Regions from separate parts of the Zea mays genome. Here region 1 is linked to region 2. A link is a contact called in public Hi-C data. All regions are on one chromosome and are shown on one strand. The core of a region is the stretch at or near the end of the contact, and the rest is flanking DNA. Distances in the headings are between cores, read along the strand shown.

Region 1 (6,977 bases), core at 3,271-5,770, 160 kb before region 2:
CACCTTGGCCTACGCGGAAACATGTTGGCGCTTGGCCTCGAGGATTTCTTTCTGCTTCTGGAGGTTGCGGTTCTTGATGCGGAGGGCCCGCAGCTATAGCTGTTCTTCTGCTGAAACGCCGATGACTTCGCCGTCCTCTGTGGCGTCCTCGCCCTCTAGCGGAGCGAAGCCTGGGGGTGTTTCCTATGGCTGTCCACTGGAGCTACAGGTGCGGAGGCTGTCCTCGGGAGTTGGTTGGTCGTTGCGCTGTCTCTTGCTGATAGTATCGTCTTCGCAGGCTTCTTGATGGGTAGTGTCTGCAAGGGCCTTGCCCTTTTTCTCGGCTAGCAGTGCCGCCTTTGCTGCTTCGTCAACGGATGGGGCTGCCTTCGAGCTAGCTCTCTTGGGTGCCATCGCGGGTGGTTTGTTCGTAGCACGAACGGTGGGCGTCAAATGTTGGAACTTGCTCTCCTGGACAAGATGATCCAACGGGGGAGTGAAAGGAATGCAAACAAGGTTTTAACTCAAGATGGCATTTGCTCTGTTCATCCAGCCTCTCAAGGGCACTGTACGGGGGTATTTATAGGTGGACCTTGGATTTGCTCGCCGTCGAGTATCGCCTCCGTAGCATCGTGGTCGGGATAACTCTGCCCTGCGATTTCCGATATGAGCCGCGCCTTTAAGTTTACTTTCCTTTCTGAAACGCGTAGCACTGATTAGCTTGGAATTTTGGGTGATTGTGTCGTGGTCGGCAACTCCGGCCATGGCCTCCGCCACGGTCGGATGGAGGTGCCGCTCTGTTTTGATGATGGAGCGTGTTGACTTGGGCGCACCGTCGATCTGCGGATGGATGCCCGGATTTGCGCACACGTACCCCCCCCCCCTTCGCTAGAACTTCCCCGGGTCGTTAGATCGGAATCCAAGGGCTGTGGCGGGATCTCGGCTTCATTATATCTGTACCGTTGGATTTAGATCCAAGGGCCATGATCGCGTACCGCTTCATTATAATGACGATCTAATCCGGGCCGTTCAATCGTGATCTAGCGGCCAGAATCTTGCGATACCCCTTCGGTTGCGCAAATTGCTAAAGAGTCCACGTGAAACAGAGGAATGAACCCACGGTCCAGGGACACTGTTCCCTATGTCTTAGAAATTTTACCCAGGCACCCCTGTACTCTCTGGAAAATGAGGCCCACTCCAGAATGGTATTTAACCCGAGAATTTAAATTATAAATTGATTTTTAATGTATAAATAATGTCTAGAACTTATAAATTCATTGTTAATTCAAATTAACCCATTCCAGTTTCTAAAATTTTGTAATATTATTCTCTATCACATAGAGTCTCTGTTTTGTCATGAAAACAACAGTAAAAATAAATTCTCACTTAATCCTATTTTAAGCACATAAAACCTTTGGAAATTCATATCTTAAAATCTATAACTCCAAAAATTATGATTCCTGTTCCTAGGACTTTATTTTAATGTGTAGATTATTACTGTGTATTTTGTTTATATGTTTGGTGTGATGTTCATTTTCTCTATATATACTATGCTTGTTTGTATTGTGGCGAGTAGAAGAGCCCGTGACTGAGGATCCGGGTGAGCAGCAGATAGAAGTAGCTGAGCAGGAGCTCATTGAAGGCAAGTTGTGCCCTTGACCACTTTTTACCCAATAATGTTCTTTAATGTCACTTACTCATGCATAGGTTTAATTTTGATGGGACCCGATAGGTCACCCTAGATTGTTTATCTCATTACCTTGTTTACCCCTGAATCACTTGGGTAGTTTGCTATTGCTTTACATGGTTCTGGGATAATCATTTATTATATCTAAGTTCCAATTCTTTTGTTATTATATTTATGTTCATGTCAAGATCATTAATGTTAATTGGAACATAGAGCTTAACTTGAGAAACATGTGCCACCACAAGGGAGGAATGGAACCCCTTGGCTAACTAATTAGGAAAGCTAGTGGAAGACTACCTTACCTGAAAGGAGCAAGGGCAGTAGGGGAGTTGCATGCAAGGAGGTTCTCGGGTTGATTTTGCTACGATGGTGGTCAGACGGGGGATTCTTGCAAGTGCTCTTCCCATAAACTGTAGCGGGTTTTCGGAAGCTAGTGGAACTTTGTAAAGGCGTCGTAGTGTTTCCCTGCCTTGCTTCCTAGGTAGAGGTGTATAGGAGTCGTGATCCCTTGGCAAATGGGTAACATGACTTGTGGGTAAAGGGTACAACCTCTGCAGAGTGTAAAACTGGTATACTAGCCGAGCTCACGGTCATGAGCAGCTCAGGACTCTCTGATGATTAATTTATGGAACTTAAATTCAATTTTATCATTTGCATATGCATGGGATTATTATTAAATTTTGTTCTATTACTTTATTTAAGGTTTGGTATTTACTTACATCTAGTAACTGCTAATAAAATTTTGACCAACTAATTAAAAGCAATGCTCAGCTTTAACCCCTGTTGTTGACTAGCCTTACACATCACATGAACTCCCATCTTTGGTGAGTTCATGCCCACTGGTTCCCCACAATTTGTTGAGCTATGATCATGTGTGAGCTCACCCTTGCTGTCTCACACCCCCACAGGAGAAGAACAGGTGGTTCTGGAAGAGCCACAAGGCGAGGAGTTTGATCTGATCTAGATGGCATTTCCCCAGTTGACTTCTGCGTCAAGGACGATCCTTAGTTCGTTTTATATTTATATTTTATTTTGTAATAAGACTTCTGCTATGTAATAAATACTCTGATTATTGTGACATTTATCTCTATACACTCTGTTATTATATATGTTATCTTCTTGGCGTATGTATGAGATGCACCCGGCTTTGTTCCTTAAAGACGGGTGTGACAGTTTATCAATCTGGCGTCGATCTGGCGGATCTGGTCGAAGAAGCCGACGTCGTAGACGCCGGAGGCGTCGGCGAAGTGCAGGACGCCGGCGAGTCGGTGCTTCTCGACGTGCGCGAGCGCGGCGTTCCGCTGCACGTGAGCCTCGGTGTCGGCGGTGGTGAAGTTGTCCTCGGGCTTGAAGGCGAGGTGCCTGTACATGATGTCGGTGCCGCGGAGCACCTCGGCGGTGGCGGGCGCGTCGGCGGCGGGCTCGACGACGACCCAGACGACGGGCGGGCTAAAATTTGAGTTAAACTACTTGAGAAAGTATTGGAATCTAATTTTTACCTCTCAATTATGTGTGTCCTTGATCTAACATGTAGCTATTATGATATATATAAACCGTAGCAATGTGCAAGTATTGTACTATCATATAGAGAAGTCTGTATGATATTAAAGGTTGCAATGTAGTGGTCTCGTTGCAACGCACGGGCACTCACCTAATATATATATAAAAGTGAAGGAAAAGGTGTGTTGCTTGGCGAGATAACCGTCACATCCATTGGGGGATTGAGCATATGTCATATTTTCCAATAGATGTGATGCGGTGTGGTTAGGGGTGATAACGGGCTCTAGATTTTACACTACAAAATGTAAGCAAAATTTAAGGATCGAATCGGATTATAATCAGCCTCTATTTGTATTCATTTTTGAACTAGAATTTTTAAGAGTCTCAAGGAAAAATTTGGATCGCCCGCATTGTGGTAAGGTCCAAGGTGATGTGTTGTGTTTATTTTGCCATTAGAGGATACAATCGGGTCATGAGAGGATGCAATTCGAGGCAACGGTTGGGCGGAGCTAGGGCAGAGGCGTCGTGGCAAAGTGGTCGTTGGTAACACTGTGGTCAGGAGAGGGTAGGAATGAGATCGCGGCGGCGTGAGGTGAGGTAGCGAGAGCCGCCGACCACCGGTAGTGGAAGCGCGGTCGAGGGGGCGGAGAGGAGGAGGCGGCGTGAGGTGGAGCAGTGCGCATGCATGATTGGTGAGGGCGGGGCGCCGGGGCCAAGGGTGCTATAAAACAATTTTTGGATACTCCTGGTCCTGGTTTAGCCCAATATCTATCGTACGATTATTCTCAGTTGCTATCAAGACTGCATCTTTGGCGATTGCCTCTCTAGTACATCTTCATCCAATAACACAACCATGGATCATGTATGAACTGGAGACTCGAAGCTCATCATCGTCTAGCAGTTCGTCTTGCAAGGGCAGTTGGCGGCGCACTCCGGCAACGACGCCCAGCACAGCTTGTCCTTGCTGCAGCAGAACAGCGCCGACGAATAATGGGGATTCTGGTTATTGTAGTGGCACCCGTTGAATATGTCGTTGTCCTCGTCGACGATTGCCTCGTTGCCGCCGCCGACGACGACCGTTGTCTTGCTCTTCCTGCCGTCGTCAATGCTCTGACCTGAACATCGCAAACAGACATGTAATCGATCTTCTCCATGTCCAAGGAAAAGGAACAGATGAACCGACGACGGGTACAAACCGAAACGTATATGGCCAAAATACGAGACTGAGTCGTGCACTACTTGCCGCTGATGGGTGTAGGACTCGCAGAGACGAATGCCAGAAGAACCAACGCAAGCAGGAAGAGTACTTGGCATCTGCAGCTGTGGCTGCGCTTCACGGATGTCGCCATTGTGACTGGGTGTGTTGAGGGTTGAGTACTACCGGCTGCTTCACCCTGCAGCCTGCAGGGTTGGTCTGGTTTATATAGCAGGAAAGATTAGCATGAGATAAATGCGCGGTATCCTGGTGGCTTCTTTCATTTGTCATTATTTAACGTTCGACTTCAATTTACCTCTAAACAAGGCAGTAAACCATTAATTCATTCAAATGCTACCTCGGTCCAACTTAAAATATAGTCTGAGTTATTAGGATAACTCTAGATGTTTGTTTATTTTACCCAAACTTAAAAAAATATTTTATTCCTAATTTCAAGTGTAGCTCGTTTAGTGCGAAATCCTTTTTGGATTGCCATATTCAATCCATTGGTACACGGAGACTCGTCTAAGGCTTTAGAGTTCAGCATATACGCGAATGCACTCGGCATGTACGCACATGGGAATGCGTAATCAGGAGACGTTAAAATTATCTTCAAACCAATTCTGTTCGCTGCAGCTTTAAACCAGTTAAACCAGCTGTTCGAACGCTACTGCTACAATTCAGAGATAAAATACTGTAAAAAAATAGAATCAGTTTCGGAATAAAAACTAGCACCGGCTGACACGGCGTTGCGTGCTCTGACAAGAACTAGATGAACTGACCACACAGGCGGAGCAGCTGTGATCTTGTTTGTTCTGTGTTGAAAACTTGAGATGCTGTTGGGGCAACTGCTGATAGGATCATAGGAGTCAGATACAGAAACTTTCCAATGCTTATATGCTGGGAGCTGTATACTTGGATCACAAGAACAGAAACAGACAACATCTTTTATCTATTATCTATCGTGATTCAATTACACATGAGGCTTGAGACAAACACTATGCAATGGCATCTATAAATAAGTCACGTTACAATCGTCCGGACCAACCCCTTCATCACAAACTACAGTCTTTCGGCATCTTGTGCATCTATACCAATCAACCTCTGTTTCATTAACAGAGTGCTATGTTTCTTTTTAGTTCAGAATGTACCATATATCTAATAACAGAGGCACAGGGCCGAAGCAGCTTTAGCACACTCAGTCTTTATCATTGACGGCTTCTTCAGAGTCTCTTAGCCACTCACGAAGCTTCAGCTCCTGCTCTTCTTTGAACTTGTTGTAAGCCTCCACTGTTTCCGAGACGCCGGTAGCAGGCAGGCTACGGTTTGCGGCCGTACCCTCTGACAACCGACTTGAAATGGGGAGCTCATCCTTCTCTGTATCTGGTGTAGATGCACCTTGCCCACCAGCTTGTGGCGATTCCAGGGCAGAAGACGACGCCGAGTTCTCGCTAGTATCATCTTTTGTTGCAAAATTAGGCTGCGGCCACCTGAGACCCGATGCCTTTTGCTTCGCCGTGTTGAACATTGAAGAGAGGTAGTTCCTGCTGCTACTTCCATTGGTAGAGCCCAGTTCGTCCCAAGTTCCTGAGCTTTTCCTTGACTGGAACCCCCAACTGGGGTTTTGGATCAACCTGATAGCAATGAAAGTTGTCTTAAAACAAACCATACAAGATGACGTTCAGCCAAAACAAGATATGTACAACAGGGCATTATGGGTTTGACAAGTGAAGTTCTATAGTAGTTTATTGGCTAAGAAGCAAGATCCTGGTTTGGAACCTAACTGGAGAGCTTATGCAAAAGATAATTAACTTCAGACTATATATAGAAGATATGAAGTTGGACTGCTCTTAAATGAATAAGGCAAAAAGGCCAAGACATTTTAGTCATAAAAAAGGTGAAGAAAAAAGTCTAGCATACTTGTAAAGCTAATAATCGTAAAAATAAAGTAAAGTTCCCAAGAATTAGTATATCTGTACCCTCTCTTTGGCTGGGTCTTTGACATTATTTGCAGTGATCTATTTATGTCCTTGATCATGTCATCAGCAAGTGGAAGTCCAAAATCAGCCATGGATCTCACAGCGCAAATAGAATCCTCCATGTCTTCAGTGTGCAATGTCACCTCACGCGTCTTCTCTACGAGCTTACCCTGATGACAGAAACAAAACTTGTGTTAGATCAAAGATCATGAAATGCAGCATCTTGATTTGTTGTACCAACTACCAATAGCAGACCACACCAACAGACGGTTCAGCAGATTTACCAGCAGCAAGACAAATATTACTTTGTTTGCTACAGAATTGTATTTGACTAATTCAGATGATAGTATGGCCCGTTTGGTTCCATTAGTCCTATGACTAAAGTTTAGCTCAAAGACTAAACTTTACTCCCTACCTTGTTTAGTTGTAGGGACTACACATATTCTAAACATTAAATGCAACACAAAAATACCAAAATACCTCTTTTCTTGTTTCACACCAGTTTTCTAGGCAAGGACAATTGGAGTAAATGTTGCCCTTTAGTCCCTTTTAGCACCCATGTGAGGGACTAGAACCAATTAGTCCCTACTTTAGTCCTTCCTTTTGGCAAAATTGAGACTAAACGGGACTAAAGATT
Region 2 (6,684 bases), core at 2,613-5,112:
CAAGAACCAAATGTAGACAACGAAGAAAAGATGTATAAAATCTGTAAAAATTGGTTAGATTTGACTTTACCATTCATTCAGTTCACTATGATCTGTAATCCATGAAATAACCGAAGTACTAACCTTGACATGATGCTACTCTCTATAACAAGGTTCCTTGCTGTGACAAAATCCATAACTTTCCTCAAGACCTAGAAAGTAGGACTGGAGTTTGGGTTAAAACAGAAGGCCAGTGCACACATTAATAATAAAAACCTCAATTCAAGCCACAGAACAGATGTGCAATGTGGATCAGTCAGTGCTTGATGTTTTAGCATGCAACAGCGCCAAAATCAACAAAAATCTAGATGATCGGTCACAGAGGAAGCTCCTCCAAATCATTGTTGACGGTTGTGTATTAAATTCAACATTCTTGCAGTTTCTTAGCTGATGTACTTGCTCGGTCACTCAATGCCCCCATGTCATAGCAGTATCACCAAGCAGAACAACAAAAGGATAAGGTCAAAACTACTAACCTCGATGACAGACTGCCACAGATTTTCTGTCATATTTGATGCAACCTTACTCAATATATCTTCGAGCATCGAAAATGCTGATATCTTCATATCCCAAATATTGGAATTTTTACTATTCGCAGATCCAGAATTGCGGGAAGAAATGCCAGTGGCATTTGCTGGTTTATCAGAGATGTTCAGTTCAGCTTGCAAGAATGATACAATCGAGACGAGCACTGTTAGTGAATGTGAACTTTCAGCTAATGAAATGCCTCTTCCATAATCCCTGCTCCAGAACCTGGCCATCAAGAACAGAAAACATTTAGAAGCAATATAAACATTGTACATCCCTGAGTCACTAGGTCACGGTTTTGAAACAGCCTCTCCGCATTTGCGGGGGACGCTTGCCTCGATTTATCCCTTCCCTAGACCTCACTCATGTGTGAGCCTCCAGCACAGGTCTGCCCCTTTTTCAATAAAGATTGTACATCCCTGATGACATTTGAATTAGGGTCCGTTTAGCAGGGCTCTGGCTCGCCGAAAAACAGCTCTAGCTCTGGCTTTTTTGGTACAGGTGAAGCCATTTTGCAGATTGTTTGTCAGAAACAGCTTATCCCAGAGCCAGAGCCATGCGGTAAAGGGGCAGGCCTCCCTAAGAGATGACTGTGCCTTATGCTGCAATCTGTGTTTGCGGCGAGGGCATGGTGTACTGGGGTCACCCCATAGCCATGGCGTATGATGGAATAGGGGAAGGCGACGGCAGCATGGGCAACAGATGAATGGGCAGACATGGTGCCGTTAGGGCGTTGGGTGGGCGGATTGAGCCTGGAAGGGGGAACGGGGCCGATGCCGGTGGCGTCGGCAAGCATGCAGCGGCGGCGGAAGGGTGGTATGGGACGTGTGCCCTGGCGGTGGAAAATTGGTGGAGAGGAAGGCGTTGATGGCCGCCACGGAACTACAGAGATCGGCAACCGCCTGGGCTATGACTTCCAGGATGAGGGTCGACGCCATCGTCGATGACGCGATGGCAGGTGCTGAGGCGGTCGGTGGTGGCGCAGAGGACGCCGGAGGTGAGGCGGTGATGGGTGGAGGGCCCGACATCTCCGATACCATATTGTTATGGGCGGCAGATGGTTGCGAGGGTTTGAGGGCGCCGGCTAGGGTTAGGGGCGCTGGGGAGGCCGGGCGTAGGGATTTCCCCACAGCCGGCAAGAGAGAAGGGATTTCCTTCTAATTTCTTGCTTACCTTCAATTGATACAATCCCGCTCCTTGTATAGAGAGGGTTACTTGACCTCTAAGCACTAGATCTAATCTTATCTCTAATTCTAATCTCATCCCAAACCAACCTTATCTTTATCTAACCAACCTAAGGGCGTGCTACAGTATCGTCGTTACTGTAGCGGCAGTGTAGCGGGCCGCTTGGACCCTGACACTCGTGGGCCTAGGCACATTCCTCTGTCTTGTGATAGTATTACACTTAGTCGTATTGAGCCCCCCGTTCCCATGGGGCCTCCAGCACCGAAGGGTTTGACGAGACGAGGAACTAGAGGCCAGGATAGGGCCCCAAGCATCTAAGTGCAGTTAAGTGCTTCTGGGGGGGCAGAGGCAGGACTACCCCAAGCACCTATATCCTTCATAGTGTCCCAGAGCATGAAGGACCCCGGGGACTTAGACTCATGAGCACCCCGAGGCACGAGGGGCCCCAGGGGGCTTTGAATTGCTCATCAGTACCATGGGGCACAAGGGGCCTCGAGGACTTAGATTATAACAGAGACATCAGGGGCACTAGGGACCTCAAGCCTTAGAGTGCCCCGGGGCATGGGCCCCGCCTATGATGGTACTAGTGATTGGGCTGACTTCCTAAACCGAGATCATTGAGTATTGGTAGCGGATAGAGATATGGCTTTCATTGGGCACTAACAGTGCTAAATTGCTGAAACTTGAGGTGCATGAGATGATTTGCATTAAATTAGAAGTATGAATGAGAACTGCCAAAATCAAAAGTATTCATGGGGATTTGAAATATCAGATAAGTATAGGTGGTGCAGTACAATTTCTTTAAAATGGCAATAGAGGGTTGCTTATGTGGAATAAGGGGAAGAACTATAGCTAAAGAAAGAAGGGCTATGACAGAAAATTCATCATTTATTAAGTCCTTAGGAAAGGTATGTTATATTTGTATAGTTATAAATGTAGAAGTCACTGTGCTCATTGTTGATAGAATTAAGAAAGAATCAGAAATTTTTATGTCATTAAAAGTTCAGACGGTATATAAATAAGTAAATAACTAGGAAGAAAACAAGCCATTTCTTCTTAATAAGAAGGGCACAACTGGAGGAACAGTTTCTCCACTACTTCATAATAAACAAAACCTAACCTGAGGATATGTAAACATTCAGATGCTGTGTTCAATGCAGATGTCCTACTAGAGAGGCCTTTCATGCATGCGCCTTCAATCGAGCATTTGACAAGCTTGTCAAGAAACTTCAACATTGCAAGCGAACCAGAAGGGTTAATCTCCATATTTGTTTTGGACATGACATCATGAATCTGCAAAAGTAAAATTAATGCACGGATTTCAGTTCATACAAGAAGTATAGATGTCACACTGATAGAATATTTGAATCATATCAGTAGCCTAACCCGATATAATTGGACTAAAAAACACATTGCTGTGAAACAGCAAAATGGCTAAAACCATAGTCTCAAGGCTCCAACTGATTGTAGCTGGGCCTTGTTTTGCAGCATGCTGAAACTGAATTCTAGCCACGGTACCCTTATTGACCATCACAGAACACAGACGACCTACAGTTACTATAGACTAATCGTCGGTACATATACATTTCCAGCATGTCCTGCGATAGCCACCTATAATAGGTCGACCGAGCGGAAGCACATAACCATTACCAGGTGGCAGACACCGCGCAGCGCGTCGCCGGCGCCGGGGCAAGGGGCCGCCGCCGCGGCCGTGTCAGCGAGGAACGCCACATCCGAGCCCACCTGCACGGACAGGCGAAACACCACAGCGAGTGAGATCGAGCCGAGCCGAGACGAGCAAAAGCGGGAGATCAGGAGCCGCACCTCGTGAGGGGGGAGCCCGGCCGCGGACGCGGCGAGCGAGGGCGAGGCTGGGGTGAGGAGGACTTGGCGGAGGAGCTCGAGGAGGGCCGTGGGCGACGGCGAGGCGAGGGACTCGTCGCGGAGGGTGAGCAGCGCGGTGCGCCACGGACGCGCGCCGCCGCCGGAGGCCGAGGCGGAGGCCATCATCGGCCGCCGCCGCCGCCGGTGAAGCTGCGGGCTTGGGTTTGGTGGCCGAAGCGCACGTAGAGGAGGGAGAGCTACCGGTTTGGGCTCCACCGTCTGGTCGGAAGCAGCGCTCCGAAACCGCGTTCCTACTGTCCTTTTCCATTTTAGCCCATGCGGCCCACGGACTATGATGTCTGTGGGACGGGCTTGGACGCTACAATGTCCACAGAAATATACTTGCTCTAAGACCCATCATGATGACTACACAGCGGTAGGCCAGATTATCAATGAGCTAGATAGGCCGTGATTCCGCGAGCCCCTTGTAAAAAAAATGAACAAGGGCCGAAAAGGTTTTAGGTGTATTGTACACAGTTTAAATATATGAGATTTATACTTTACAAAATGGTAAAAAAAGGATAGTTTAAACATGTGTATAAAGTGTGAAGTAGTATAAAATTACTCAACTAAACATATTCGATATTTCCACGCCCCCCATCTCTAAAAGTTTGTAGAGCAAAAGCCGTGTCAATTGCTGCCAACAAACATCCTTGAAGGTTTCGTGTGATACGGCTCACATGAGCAACTCCAGCTTTCCCAATATAGCACTACAATAAAGGGGGTGTTTGGGAACAAAGTTTTTCTGCAGTATTGAAGCAATACTGTAGTATTGAGCAATACTGTGGTATTATATACTTTGAGGTGTTTAGCAACTCATCTGAAATCTCTGTATACTAAATTGTAGTATTGTAAATACTGCACTTGTTTTGCAGTTTTGGAAACTTTGGTCTCAGCCAAAGTTTTTCTCTGTAAAGAGAGCGCCAGCTGGGTCCCGCTCTGGTTGATTGGTCTCAACCAAAGTTTTTCCCAAACACCTTGATGTATTGGATATTGTTGTATTCGAAAACTGAAGCATTGTAAACTGTAGTAATGTCATGACTAAAGTATACTTTAGTATTTGAAAAACTGCAGTTTAGAAAAACTGTGTTCCCAAGCAGGGCCAAAGATGTCAAATAAATTATACGATACTGCAATATCCACGTGTTTGGTTACCGTATAATTCAAGCACATGAGCCTAACCAGTATTAGTAGAACCGTGATGAGTTCGTGCTGACATTTTTTTGGTTGTTTGTATAAACTAGATACAGACTTTGTTTGGTTGTCTGTACTAGGACATATATTAGAGAAGAGTGTATAAATAAACCTCTGAATATTATATAGTAAGACTAGTCTAGTTTTGTTCATAAAATTTGTAGGAACATAAATACAAAATCGGCTTCATGAATAATTTTTTTAATTAGAAGATATAACAGAAAAACAAACCAATAAACATTCTCGTTTTACGTGCCGCATGCAGGGACCGGATGAGTGCAATCTGGGCGCGTGCTTAGGGCATGTACAGTGGTGTTTAATGTGGAGGCTCTTAAGGTATTTAAGGGGTTATTTGCAAAAAAATCTTAGAACCGTCTCTCCGTGAAGAGACGCCTCTGACACGTAAACCAAGTAGCAACAGACGTCTCACTTCCCACTGTACAAATTTGTCGTCTGTTCTATTGATCTGATGCTATACAAATACATTTAATTCTGTATTTATTAATAAACTACGTTTATAGACACTCCATTGTACAATAGAGTCTCTTAGTTGTCTCATGTGCTTGGAGAACTGTTTTGGTGTCTCTCCACTGTACATGCCCTTAGGCGAGCTGGGGCGTATGGGGCGGGTCTGGCTAAAAGCCAATATTTATATCTGATGAACCTGGATCCGTAGAGAAGTGTACCAAACAACAAACACTTTACGAATATGCGTCTGCAGGTGCGCATGGCCAACGGTCAACCAAACAGACGGTATATATATTATTCTGTTAGCCTTGTGACCTTGATGTACGGGAAAAACATGCATCATTATTCTCATGAGCGTCTCCAACAGTTTATTTATATAATTATCCTAAATATTGTTTTACACAGAGTATAGTTTAATTATGAGAATGAAGGTAGCCTTAGGCGGCACACATGTATTGCTCTCGTAGTTATACAAGAATATTTGCATATATGCATACTAATTAATACACATGTCATTTCTTCTTCTTTTGACTAAGTACATGTACATGTACATTTCTTGGGAAACTGGCTCGATGATTCATGCACACGGATACTAGCTACCTTGCATTGTCCCCATCGACGCTTATGACTCACTTCTTTTCTACTAGGACAGGCAAATATTATTCTCCGTGGACGGTATTATTTTAGACATTTTAGTAGACTAACAAACATGTCCATACGTCGAAACAGAACGTGTAGCCGCTTTTATTGTGTTGCCATTAAGGTGATTTGCGGTTCAAAGATTTATTCAACGTACGATCGACTCATCTGTTCGAATACAATACATCTCGAGGCCAAACTGGTATATTTAAGGTGTGTGATAGCTCTTATCGAACAGTACACATGCAAGTTTAAGCTGTACTACGTTATATCTAGATACATATATCAGTAAGATTGTAGATCTAGAAATGTTAAAATGTCTTATAATTTAGACAATAATACTCCCTCCAACCCTGAATGATTTGGTTCATAGCAAGTTCAGAACGGGTTAGCATAGTAGAGAAGAGACCATGTTCTACTTCATTAACCGGAGTAGTTGCACAATCACAAGTGGTTATTCCAATAACACGCTAAGGGGCTGTTTGGTTCGTAGCTAACTACGCCACACTTTGCATAAAGTTAGTCATTCAAATTGAAAAATTAACCTTAGACAGAAAAGTTAGACAAAGTGTGGCAAATTAGGCACGGAACCAAACATGCCTTAAGTACAACATTTACCAATTACCATACATATCCAACCCCAACACTGAATTAGGAGATTATGGAGGGTTAGAAAATACAAGACGTGAGAGAAGACGCATCAAATGCGAGGAGACTTTAAGAAGAAGGGCAAAAAAACAACGAGTT

What was found. Hi-C and Micro-C count contacts between places; a contact is called where the count stands out from the background.
Region 1: a contact with region 2 is called in a Hi-C map of leaf, with 3 times the contacts expected there. The contact joins the promoter of LOC541993 here to the promoter of LOC103641294 in region 2. A contact is called at or near these places in 2 of 25 Hi-C or Micro-C datasets (bundle sheath and leaf).

The regions. Positions count from the first base shown.
Region 1 is chr10:82,017,912-82,024,888 of Zm-B73-REFERENCE-NAM-5.0, reverse strand. LOC541993 (androgenic embryo 3) reads right to left here and starts at 4,520. Exons shown (of 2, transcript NM_001111644.1): 1 at 4,410-4,520; 2 at 3,890-4,281. The coding sequence starts at 4,515. The coding sequence ends at 4,061. LOC100276076 reads right to left here. Exons shown (of 4, transcript NM_001149956.2): 3 at 6,341-6,510; 4 at 5,292-5,995. The coding sequence ends at 5,560.
Region 2 is chr10:81,859,350-81,866,033 of Zm-B73-REFERENCE-NAM-5.0, reverse strand. LOC103641294 (HEAT repeat-containing protein 6) reads right to left here and starts at 3,862. Exons shown (of 29, transcript XR_004853185.1): 1 at 3,577-3,862; 2 at 3,403-3,495; 3 at 2,873-3,045; 4 at 516-792; 5 at 124-191; 6 at 1-41.